Linked DNA regions of Mus musculus: region 1 is linked to region 2. The links are chromatin contacts, called in public HiChIP or PLAC-seq maps. All regions are on one chromosome and are shown on one strand. Each heading gives the region's core, a stretch centred on a gene start, on an enhancer-like site or on the middle of the called end of the contact. The rest is flanking DNA. Distances are from core to core; before and after follow the strand shown.

The links. HiChIP or PLAC-seq counts read pairs in DNA pulled down with a chosen protein or histone mark.
Region 1: a contact with region 2 is called in an H3K27ac HiChIP or PLAC-seq map of heart atrium, with 10 read pairs. The contact joins two enhancer-like sites. A contact is called at or near these places in 6 of 39 promoter capture datasets (the 3T3-L1 cell line, 3T3-L1-derived adipocytes, the HPC-7 cell line and 2 more), 1 of 15 datasets of contacts at CTCF or cohesin (CD8 T cells), 2 of 484 Hi-C or Micro-C datasets (CD8 T cells and conventional type 1 dendritic cells) and 4 of 115 datasets of contacts at active chromatin or transcription factors (CD8 T cells, effector CD8 T cells, heart atrium and 1 more).

What each region holds. Positions count from the first base shown.
Region 1 is chr19:56,758,107-56,763,558 of GRCm38.p6, forward strand. It overlaps Gm32718 (a long non-coding RNA gene), which reads left to right. Exons shown (of 7, transcript XR_001782687.1): 6 at 1,196-1,288. Among named protein-coding and RNA genes, the nearest start is that of Gm32718, 18 kb to the left of the region's middle. Within about 2 kb of position 1,800, at least 30 of the 459 cell types and tissues checked have an H3K27ac peak or open chromatin away from gene starts, as enhancers often do. A contact at or near this core is called in heart atrium and memory CD8 T cells, where this site is marked.
Region 2 is chr19:56,678,958-56,684,643 of GRCm38.p6, forward strand. No RefSeq gene overlaps it. Among named protein-coding and RNA genes, the nearest start is that of Gm32492, 13 kb to the left of the region's middle. Within about 2 kb of position 1,499, at least 41 of the 459 cell types and tissues checked have an H3K27ac peak or open chromatin away from gene starts, as enhancers often do. A contact at or near this core is called in heart atrium and memory CD8 T cells, where this site is marked.

The DNA.
Region 1 (5,452 bases), core at 550-3,049, 79 kb after region 2:
TGGCTTCGTACGCCTGTAAACCCAGCAGTGCCTGGGCAGAGAGAGACTTGCAGTTCTGGATAACTTGTTCTCCCATCATCCAGCCAAAAGGATGAGAGCTTGCTTCCAGCTGCCAATTAAGTGAGAGATCCCGTATCAGGAAAAAGAGATGAAAAACAGAGGAAGGCACATAGCATCCTGTTCTGATCTCCATAGTAACATGTAACACACACACACATGTACACATACACACTCCTTCCTCACATACACCACACACGCACACACATACATACACCACACATACCACACACACACTACACCACACACACATGTACATACACACTCCTCACACACACCACATGTACACATACATACTCCTCACATACACACCACACATGCACACACATACATACACCACACATACCACACACACACCACACCACACACACATATACATACACACTCCTCACACACACCACATGTACACATACATACTCCTCACATACACACCACACACGAACACACATACATACACCACACATACCACACACACACACTACACCACACACACATGTACACATATACACTCCTCACACACACCATGCACACACATACACACACACTCCACACACACACCACACATGTACGCACACACACACACTCCTCACACAGCTTTTTTTTTGCTCAGAAATCTGCATATCTTGGAGAGTCGGCCTTGTAAAAGAGGTATACCTCTCAGGTATATCATTCTGTCCCTTTACTTATAAACGTATAAAGGGTCCTGAGAAGATGGTTTATTAGCCAACAAGTAATACAAACAGTAGCTTCAATCTCAGATCTGGTGGGTGACTTATTTCTGATTTGTCTGTCTTGGTTCCTCTGATAAACTCTCAGCACAATTTGACCCCCACCCCTGCAGACCACTGTTCTCCAAATTCCACGTTGGTTCTACACAGAGATCTTTCTGGCTCCACGTGTTTGCTGTATCCTGGTTCTCCACTACTGAAGTTTAGAGAGAAGCAGATGGCATAACCCAGGGAAGATCAGATAGAAGACATTTCAGGGAAAGGCAGTGGCGTTTGTTTTATTTTGTTGATGTGGGGGGAGGGGAGTAGTGTTTTGTCCATGTACGTGTGAAGGCGCTCACACACAATTGTGTAAGCCAGAGATCTGCCTCAGGTGTCTTCTTCAAACACTCTTTTATTTTTGCACTCAGGCTCTCTTACTGAAGCTGGGCATTACTGACCCACCTAGACTGCTGGTCAAAAGCTCCTTGAGGACCTTTACGTCCCCAGCTCGGAGTCTTCAGGTGTGTGCCACTGTGTCCAGTTTCTAATATGGGTGCTGGGGCTCTGAATCAAGTCTCCACGCTTGGGCACTATCTTATAGATTCAGCTATCTCCCCAGACCAGGACTGTCTGTTTAAATTAATTTATTGAGTGTAGATGGAGGGAGGGAACACATTCCATGGCATGAATGTAGAGGTCAGAAGACAACTTAACTTGTAAGCATTGGTTCTCCCCTTCTCCTATGTGGCTTCAGATACCAGACTCAGGACCTTTGCCTTTGACGGCAGCACCTTAACCTGCAGAGCCATCTCCCCTAAGCCAGCCCCGGGTGAGTTTTAATGCACATAGGAGACACTGAGGACATTACCCATCACTGTACCAAGATGGGCAAGAGTCAGAAAGGAAAAGATGGAACTTCTGACACCTTTAATGGCAGGGGTTGTCTTGGCTTTCCCCTACTATATGTGCATGTCTGTCTTCCCTGGTAAGGAAGCTCTCTGGCTTCACAGCTATGACTCATTGCTCAGGTCCACAGCAGCCGCTGTCTCCTAGTTACTACGGATACACAATAACAAGGACTCAAAGTCTGTCTGCAGCTTGTGCTTCTACTGACTGAGCATCTACACTCACGGTACTGTGTTCAACAATGACACCTCTCCACCCGCCATCATGGTCTCCTGGTTTTCTGTGTCTGAAATATATTTGGGCCTAGAGCTAGAGCATCCTGGATGCTCTCTCTCTCCATCCTGAAACATATTTGAGTGGACTTGCTTCTGTCAGCATTTGCTTTGAGGAGTCCTTTCCTCCTATCTTTGTTGATTCAACTTTATTTGGTTTAATATGTAAATAGCTCGAGCGCTCTTCCAGAGACTCCGTGTGATGCTTCTTTGCTACCTCACTGAACCATTCTAAACGGGCAGCCATGGTTGATTTTTGGCTCGACTGATGGCCGGTGATGGTTAGGAATTATGTGGAGCAGGGATGAGTCAGTGAGAGAGTTTTACATGGAGATCCTGGAAGGTCATGTCTTTGACATCCATTCATGACAAAAAGTCCCCCACGTGATTCAAAAGCCTCAAGCTATCCAAGGGCATATACCCAGATGGCAGCCTTGGGAAGCCCCAGAGGGAAGGCACAGCATCTGGGATGCCACTCAGCAGAAACCTGTCCCCGGGGCTTTGACCTTGATAGAGTAGTGGCTGATGAAGGAGTTTTGAGAAGCAGTACCTGAAAAATAAATTGCCCGAGACAGTGTTGCTTCCTCCTCTGTGGGAGAGGCTGCAGAAGGAAGGAAAAGGGTAGACCTTCTCTGAGGTCAAGGCAGCTCTGCGTACATGCTGCCTCTCTGGAGCAAAGAGGGCAATGTTTTTTGGAGGAGCCTGGCAACAGAACAGCAGCCAGGATGCTCTCGCCATGGAGGAGAGATAAGAACAATATGACTCATTAAATAAATCATTCTGAGAAAAAGCCTCTAGTTAACACACAGTCTATTTGTTCCACTTTTTAATTATATTTATCAGCCATAAAATCATTCACAAACTATTTACAGAATCGGCCATAGCCTGTAAACCCATGGCCAATAGACAAGCTACTCTCTGAGTCTAAGACAAATATCTTAAAATTCCCAAGAAATTCTGATGCGGTTTGCTGCACGAAGTGTTCTTTCTCCTCTTTCCATTCTGTGAGATGGTTCACTAGTCGTCTCTGGGATGCTCTGCCAATGCCTCGTGCTAGTACTGCCTGGTGGTTTGTGCTGATTAGGAGGAATGGTTCCCAGGAAGGGAACTTAGCCCAGGAGCCTGGGGCTGCTGAAATGTCTACCATTTGGTCCAGTGGATGCTCAGACTTCTCCCTAAAGCCTTCAGGTCACCTCACCAGACAGAAGGGAGTGGACCGCAGATGGAGACTGGGTTAAATCTCTTCCCTTTGGATGTTGAAGACAGCTTTCTGACCTCATGACGCAGTTAGAGGAGGGTGGCATCCATCTACAGCATCTGTTCTCACCTAGACTAACTACGTCTATGAAATCTCCAGTCCAGAAATAAACTAGAGTACTGAGAGATTAAATGCCCAGCCTGAACCGCAGCCAGATCCAGCCATTCCAGGCTACATTTCATTCTCTTTTCTTTGTCTCCTTACACAGAAGCTATAGAAAGTCTTATTTATTGATCACCTATAACACACAAGGCAGGGTGCTAGATGCAAGGGTAGCAAGAAGCATTGGACGTGGTTGACCAGTTGTCTATTGCTGCATAATAAACCACCACTGTTTACTTGCTTGAGATTCTATGGTAGGTCATGGCTGGGTGAGGGTTTCTCCTAATGTTTATGCCCCAGAACTCATTAATCTGGCATTTCTCTGGGGGCTAATATGTCCTCACACATCAGCAGGTTGGTGTCAGCTGTCAACTGGGTCAGGTGATTCCTCACAGGGAGGCAATATTTTGAAATGGCCAGCCTCAATACACAAGCACTTTTCAAGCTCCGTGGATTATGCTTGATGGTGTCCTATTGGCCTAAGCAAGTCACATGCTGGACCCAGAATCACCAAGGGAAGAAGTCACCAAGGGTGTGGGCGTACAGTGACTATGGTAATCTCTCAACCACAGTCTCACAAAAAGACAGGTTATGTGCATTCAAATGAAAATTACAACACAAGGCTTGCTCCTGCATTCAAGTCCCAGGCCTGGTCTTTTCTCTGTCCTCATCAGTCTGGCTCCCAGGTCCTGGCAGCTACTTGGTTCCCAGCAAGTTTTGATGACTCAAAGCATCCTAGAGATGTGAACTCTGAGCCTGGGACTGCTTTGCTCCTGAGCCAGCAGCTCTCAGTTGTTTGTTTTGTGTTCCTAGATAGCTTAAAAATATAGTAAAATAAAATATGTACCTGATAAAAGATGTATAAATACTGCATAGAATAAACATCTAAAAATAAAGGTCCTGCTGCCCCATTTTATCATCTACCCCATGGATTTTTTTTTCCTTTTTTTCTTCTGAAGACATCTCAGGGATATCTGAGCTCTCAAGACCTTCTCATTTCCTGCTCAAAACTTCAAAGCTACAGGATTTCTTTGGGTCTGAAAAGCAGAAGGGATGGCGTGGGCTGTCCAGCGGCTGTAATATTCTACGGTCTTCTCCTTAATCCCTCCGCAGCTGTCTGTGGCACTGGGATTTGTTAATCCCTCCGTCACCTCCTTCCCACTGGGACTGGTTCTGTTAGCTGGTGCTGATGGTTGTGCTGTCCTTAGCCAGCTTTGTGTATAAAGTTACAAGGTAGGTGACCCCAGAACTGTAGCAGACAGTGAGATGATACGTGGGAAGTATCATGAAGTCCTGGTACCTGCTACCGAGGGACAAATTTTCATCTCATATCCTAATCAAGATACATTTGCCTATCAAATAAGCAGTATTCATATGTTCTCATCACACCGTCTGTGCCCACATGGAAGAGTTAAACACTGCACTCTAGAGCAAGCAGACAGGGGACAGGTGTGTGAGACTACATGCCCAGGTGGCACACAGCAGGGACAGGCAGGCAGACACTGCCACAGCCTCCTCTGTGTGGAGAATGTCCTTAAGACAGCCTGGGAACAAGGGCAGCATCCAATGAGCATCTTCCCTTCAGGTTGGTATGGGCTAGGCCGCAGAGGAGCACGTGTCATGTCTGTGGGCCTGGACAGTACCAGTACCCTTTCTCAGGCATGCTTATTAGATCTTACTCGACCAACCCTTGCTCAGGGAGTTCACTTCCTGATCATCTACCTCAATAGAGCAGGTTACCCAGAGTGGAAACACACAGCGCCAAGGCACAAGTCGCTTTTCAGCCCCTTGTGTGAACTGCAGTGCTCATGGCAACGGCTCAGTGACTCGGAGCAGACACATGTCTTCTGGAAACCCCAAGCTACAGGCCTCGTTTCCCCACGTCTGCCCAGGCTCTCTCCAGGCCTAGCTGTGGAGGGCAGAAGGGCCCTGTCACTGTCCTCTGCTGACGCTAAAAGGGCTTATTTATGCCTGTTCTCAGGACAGACCAACTTCCTGGTAATGCCTGCATGCACCCTTTCTAGGACGATCCTTACCATTCTTTGGAGGAAAAACAAAAATTATAGATAACTTCCGGTGTTTCAGAGAGTCCCTTCCCAACCGTCTACCTCTGTCTCTCCCTGGATTTTCCACTCTCTTTTTGAATA
Region 2 (5,686 bases), core at 249-2,748:
CCAGGTTTGAAGATGGACGTGAACACAAAGGACTGCAGGGGACTTGCAGAAGGCACACGTCAACTGCATGTGGAAAAAGACTTCTGGGCTCCTGATGCAGGGAGTCAACATGGCAGAGTGGCCTGTGCAGCCCCTGAGAAGAAACAAGGCCTAAAGGATGTTCAATTTCTCATTTCTACTTTTAGGAATGGATGGTATTTTGTTGGGGCCGGGGAGGGCCAGAGCAGGGCTGGGAATATAATGCACAGACTTCAATACATAAATGTGTAAGGTCTGCCTTTGTTTCGAAGTACGACCCTGATGAAGGACCATGGCATTTTGCTCATTATTAATGTGCTTTGAGAATGAGATTTCCTTTGGAACAAAGTGGCAAATGAAAACGAGACAGGAAGTGGCCCTGTAGCCCCAGACTTTGAAAGGTGTGTGGCTTGTGGATCAGCACAGGCTGCGGCTCCTCATCCGGTGTGCAGACCTACACTAACCTGACCTGTTCTGACTCAGCGTTCACTACCTCTCTGTCCCCACAGCGTTTGGATGGTGAAATTATAACCATCCGTTTCCTAAGTTCTCGGGGGACACTGTAGTGACATCCTTTCTATGGAGAACACCAAATTCAGAAGGATTCAGAACAAGGAGACTCTTATGGAGAGCTACCGTCCACCGTAAGTAAGAGCCAGTCAGTGGAGAGTCACAAGGTCAACTACTCAATTCAGCCGAGGGCCATGGTTGAAAGACTATAACAGAGGAAAAACTCAAACAGTGGAGAGAAAACTCATGGTCCCGGGCATGCGGCCATCTCCTTTGTGAAGTGTAAGCATGAACACAGGGAGTGAGGAAAAGCTGAGAAGCCACAGGAATTAGGCCTGCAGAACTATCGCCTGGCCTTCCTGACAGAAAGAAGTAGGCTGGTGTATGGGAGCCAGCCGCTAAATGTTCCCTGAAACTGCAACACCTCTGAGAGTCAGTGGTTAAACTGTTACAAGTTAGCCACGGCGAGGTATTTACATGGTAGAAATCAGTTAACACTGTGGGTCCTCTCCCATCTCCTGGCACACAGAGAGCAGGCCTGTGAAAGTCCTGCTGACAGCACCTAGCTATCTGTGAGCCGGCAATGGTAACTCTCACCACACACAAACCTGAAGCTGACGGTGACCTTAAAGTGCCTCATTGTACAAAGCAGCAGCCTCTGCCAACATCAGCTCCAAAGTTCCAGGAACAGACTTGGCTCTCACCTACAGCTAAGCATGCTGAAAGTCTCCAAGGGCTTCCAGGGCTTTGTCAGCTACATCCACACACCTGACGCTTGCTTAGGACCACAGACAGATCTTCTCACATGCATGCGTGTGTCATATGAATCAGATATCTCCTGAATGACTCCCCTGGGCACCGCATTTCACTGAGCAGCCGTTGTCCCAGGGACGGGCCCTCTGGAATGAAGGGAGCAGAGACAGGAAGGACTGCAGATATCTGTCGCCCCTGCACATGATCATCTCTTGCAGCTGTTGTAGGCTGTTTCCTCCAGGCTGCCTTGAATGAGAGCATCTGTGATCACCCACAGGAGACACTCACCAGGACCAGCCTATCAACATTCCCTTACGGGTGGAGAGAGGACTGCTAGGCTAATGAGCCTTTACAGATCCCCACATGAACCCAACCCTTACCCAGGTCATGTAAGACCTAATACGTGGACTGGGGATTGGGACCCCAAAGAGTCTTTAGTGCTACATCTTTTCATGATTCATCCACGCCACAGATGGGGCTCTTCAGCGGCATAGCTATTCATAAGCTGCCCAAGAGACTTCCTGTTTTAGATAGGGTTTTCCTGCTGTGAACAGACACCACGACCGAGGCAACTCTCTAATTGGACAACATTTCATCGAGGCTGGCTTACAGGTTCACAGGTTCAGTCCATTATCACCAAGGTGGAAGCAGGGCAGCATCCAGGCAGGCATGGTGCAGGAGGAGCTGAGAGTTCTACATCTTCATCTGGAGGCTGCTAGGAAAATACTGCCTTCCAGGCAGCTAGGGTGAAGGTCTTAAAACCCACGCCCACTGTGACATACCTATTCCAACAGGGCCACACCTTCTAAAAGTGCCACCCTGGGTCAAGCATAGGCAAACCATCACACTTCCCAAAAGGTCTAGGGGCCTTTGAGTTACCCATGCACCCGGAAGTAACTGCACACAAGCTCAGGTTCAGGCAAAGCTGGACGGGATCCTTTCTCTGGTCCGCGCTTCCTCTCCGCCTAGTGCTAACAGTCTTCACCACAGCCGTTTGCATCTGCTCTTCACAGCTCTAACAGCTCTCTGGCTGGCCTCATCTAACACCCGTCATTAAATATTGTACATGATGGGGGAGTATTCCCTGCGGTGCTTCCTCCTCTGAGCTGAAGAGCGGGTCCACCTTTCTCCCACAGCTAACACTAGGACTCCGTGGTGTCCAGACACAGGGTCAGCTTAGCTCACCAGTCTCCCAGCTACTTCCTACCTCTCACCCAATGTGAACCCACTGAGTGATCTCATCTGCATCCCCAACCTGGGACTTCCCTCTTTTGCTGCCTTAACCGCCTCCCCTGATGATTTCCCTTCTACTTACAGGTGGAAGATGGGCCCACTTCAGAAGAACTGGCTGTTTTATCTGACTAGAAGATTCAGCAGGGGCCTTATAACTTCCCTCTTCTTTCTCTTCATCCCCCACCCTCTAGCACACCCAGTTCCCAGCTTCCCTGACTAAAGTTTCCTTCTCCCCTAGAATGGGAGAACCCGTATACCAGAACTTCAGTTCAGCTGGTCACTGTGGCATCCTCAGCCACGCACCGTTCCCAGAGCACTGACAGCTCAGGAAATATTGGAGGAAATGTGTAAATAAAAATCCTGTTTTCTAGACTCATACCTGTGGTTCTACTTCCAGGCTTCCTCCTGCTAACTCGGCTGCCATATCTCCCGCCAGCTCTGAGCTACCTCTCCACCCAGCCCATCAGCAGGCACGGACAGTCTGCCATCACACCAGACCTCTGGTCCAACCGTAGGCTGCCACCTTCCTGCAAATGTCATGGGCCAACTATGAACCTCCCATGTGAACAACCGCAGTCACTTTCTACCTGACTGTGCGCTTCCAGACTAACCCTTCATGCATGTCCTGACCCCTACACTTCACACACCCCACACACCCTACTCAGAGCCAAATACCTTTTAATTGATTGTATTTGTATGTGTTTGTTTATGTGCACTGCACACGTACGAATATGTGGACAAACAAGCCACAGTTCACATGTAGAAGTCATAGGACAAGTTTGTGGGCTTGGCTCTGGTGATTGAAGCCAGATCACCATGCTTAGCAGCAAGCCCCTTTAATGACTGAGCTATCTCGCTGGCCCTAGAGTTATACATTAAATATTTTAAAATTATATGTACTCGTTTATTAGGGAGGGGAGTGTGTGTGTGTCATAATGAGCATGCGGAAGTCAAGACAGCATTTAGGAGTTGGTTCTTTTGATGTGGGTCCTGAGAATTGAACTCAGGAAGCCCAGCGTGGCAGAAGGCACCTTTACCTCCTGAGCTGTCTCGCTGGCTCCAGTCCACTGAGGACTTCTGATGTCTCCACAATGCCCCAGGCCTTTCACTTTGAACACACTCGGTCTGTTTTTTCTGAAGTGTGCATTAAAGGCCGCTGAGCCTTGCTCAGAGTTTTGGAATAGGATATGGAACAAAATGGGGAAAACAACAACAACAACACAACAAGATCACACTCCATGAAGCTTCTCTTCTGCAACAGGAAACAAATAGCAAGCAAAACCACTGGTAATCATTATGTGGTGTCTAACAGAGAGCGGTGACAGGGGTGGAAAACTGAATGACATTTAAAAGGAGCTGGAGATGTTGGTTTAAGGCGTGTGGGGGCAGCCTACAGCATGGAATTGGTCCATAGGATGCAAAAGGAAGAGAGCAAGCCAAGTCCTGCAGGAAGGAGCGTGTCTGTGGCAGAGTTCCTCTCGGTGCTGTGACCTCCAGGACACTCGTGCATAGGATTACAGGAATCTTGAATACATATGTGATTGCGATTATGAAAGTGAAAGTCAAGCAGGGCTGTGCTTTCCTTTTCTGGGGAAGACCCAGGTGGGGCTCCTGGTGCTCCTGCCTCATGCACAGCTGTGGCTTATCCACGGGCTTATTTTATAAGGCAGCAACTGCGACAGATCTCCTGGGTTCCCACCAGCTCTCCAGAGCTCTGCTGGGTACACATTGAGCTGAATGCTGAGCTGAGCAGGATCACAGAGGCATGGCCAGGCTGAGTTGGTTCTGGCTCAGTCATCTTCTTACAACCCTCACTACATGTCCATCTTCCCCATCCAGATACCTACCCCTCTGACTCCAGACATGGAATTAACAGTCTCACGTAGAGGTGTTATCAGATTCCAGAGCCCCGGGAAACCAAAGCCACCTCCGATTGATATTTTTAGACCTAAGGCAGTGGTATGGGAAGGTCGGGCCAATGGGTGGCAGTTGGGTCCTGAGGGATCCACCCTTGTGAATGGTACAAATGTATAGGAGAGAATCAAGAGACTTTGTTCCCCTTCTCACTGTGTGAGGCACAGTGTTGTTTGACTTAGAAATGTCCCCCACAAGCTCATGAGTTTGAACACTTGGTGACATTGTTCAAGACAATAACCTTTGGACAACAGCCTCTGCAGCTGCTGACATCATCCTTCTTTTGCTCCCAAGCCATCAGTTGACAGATGTCCTAGGGTCCTACTATAAGGACTTGCTATAGGAACTTTCTATAAGGCCTTGCTATAAATACTTACTACAAGGATTAGCTATAGGACTTTGCTATAAGGACTTGCCATGGGGCCTTGCTATAAGGACTTTGCTATAAGGACTTGCTATAGGACTTGCTATAAGGACTTGATATAGGGATGATGTTCTATTATACTTCTTATTTAGGCAATGGTTCCTCCTCATGTGATGTATAGCCAGGGACCACCTTTCAACTCTTGTAGTCGCTCTGGGTAGAAATCTAACCATACTGTAACACAAAGCTCTATCCTTTACCCATAAAATATGCTAATGACTACAAAACTGTTTTTATTTATACTACTCAAATTACTTTTGGCAATATGCAAATTTGATAAAAATGGAACCCAATGATGTGTAGATTTTACTTATATCACCTTCTCCCAGTTCACTAAGAAAATCCCCCTGTTTTCCTTAGCTCAACTAATACAAGGACAGAAAGATACTCCCTTAGTGGTCAGGTGCATGCACCCCTCCAGGGGATACAGGGTTAGCATTTGGTGTTAACTCTCTAGCAAGAAATTGAACCTCAGGGTTCTTTCTCCTTTGGGAGGAGACATCTAGAGTATGCTTTTAACACAAATGCCCCGTTTCACATCTTAACTATTTCAAAGCAAGCTTGTAAGCCAAAGTTCTCCAGGCAATTCTGCAGTGGGCAATTCTGCAGTGGGCAATTCTGCAGTGGGATAAACCCCTCCTGGTTTCAGTAAAGACGCACGTCCCGATGTCGGTCATTGTCTTTGGTCCACCAGGCTCCGGCTTGCTCAGCTCACCTTTGCTTCCTCTAGTCTTTGCTGGGAGAGCCCCAGTGGCTGGAGAACACTTGTCCCGAGCTTCCCCATGCAACATCTTGGCATCAATTGCAATTTCTTCCTAAACAAATTTGATTGCC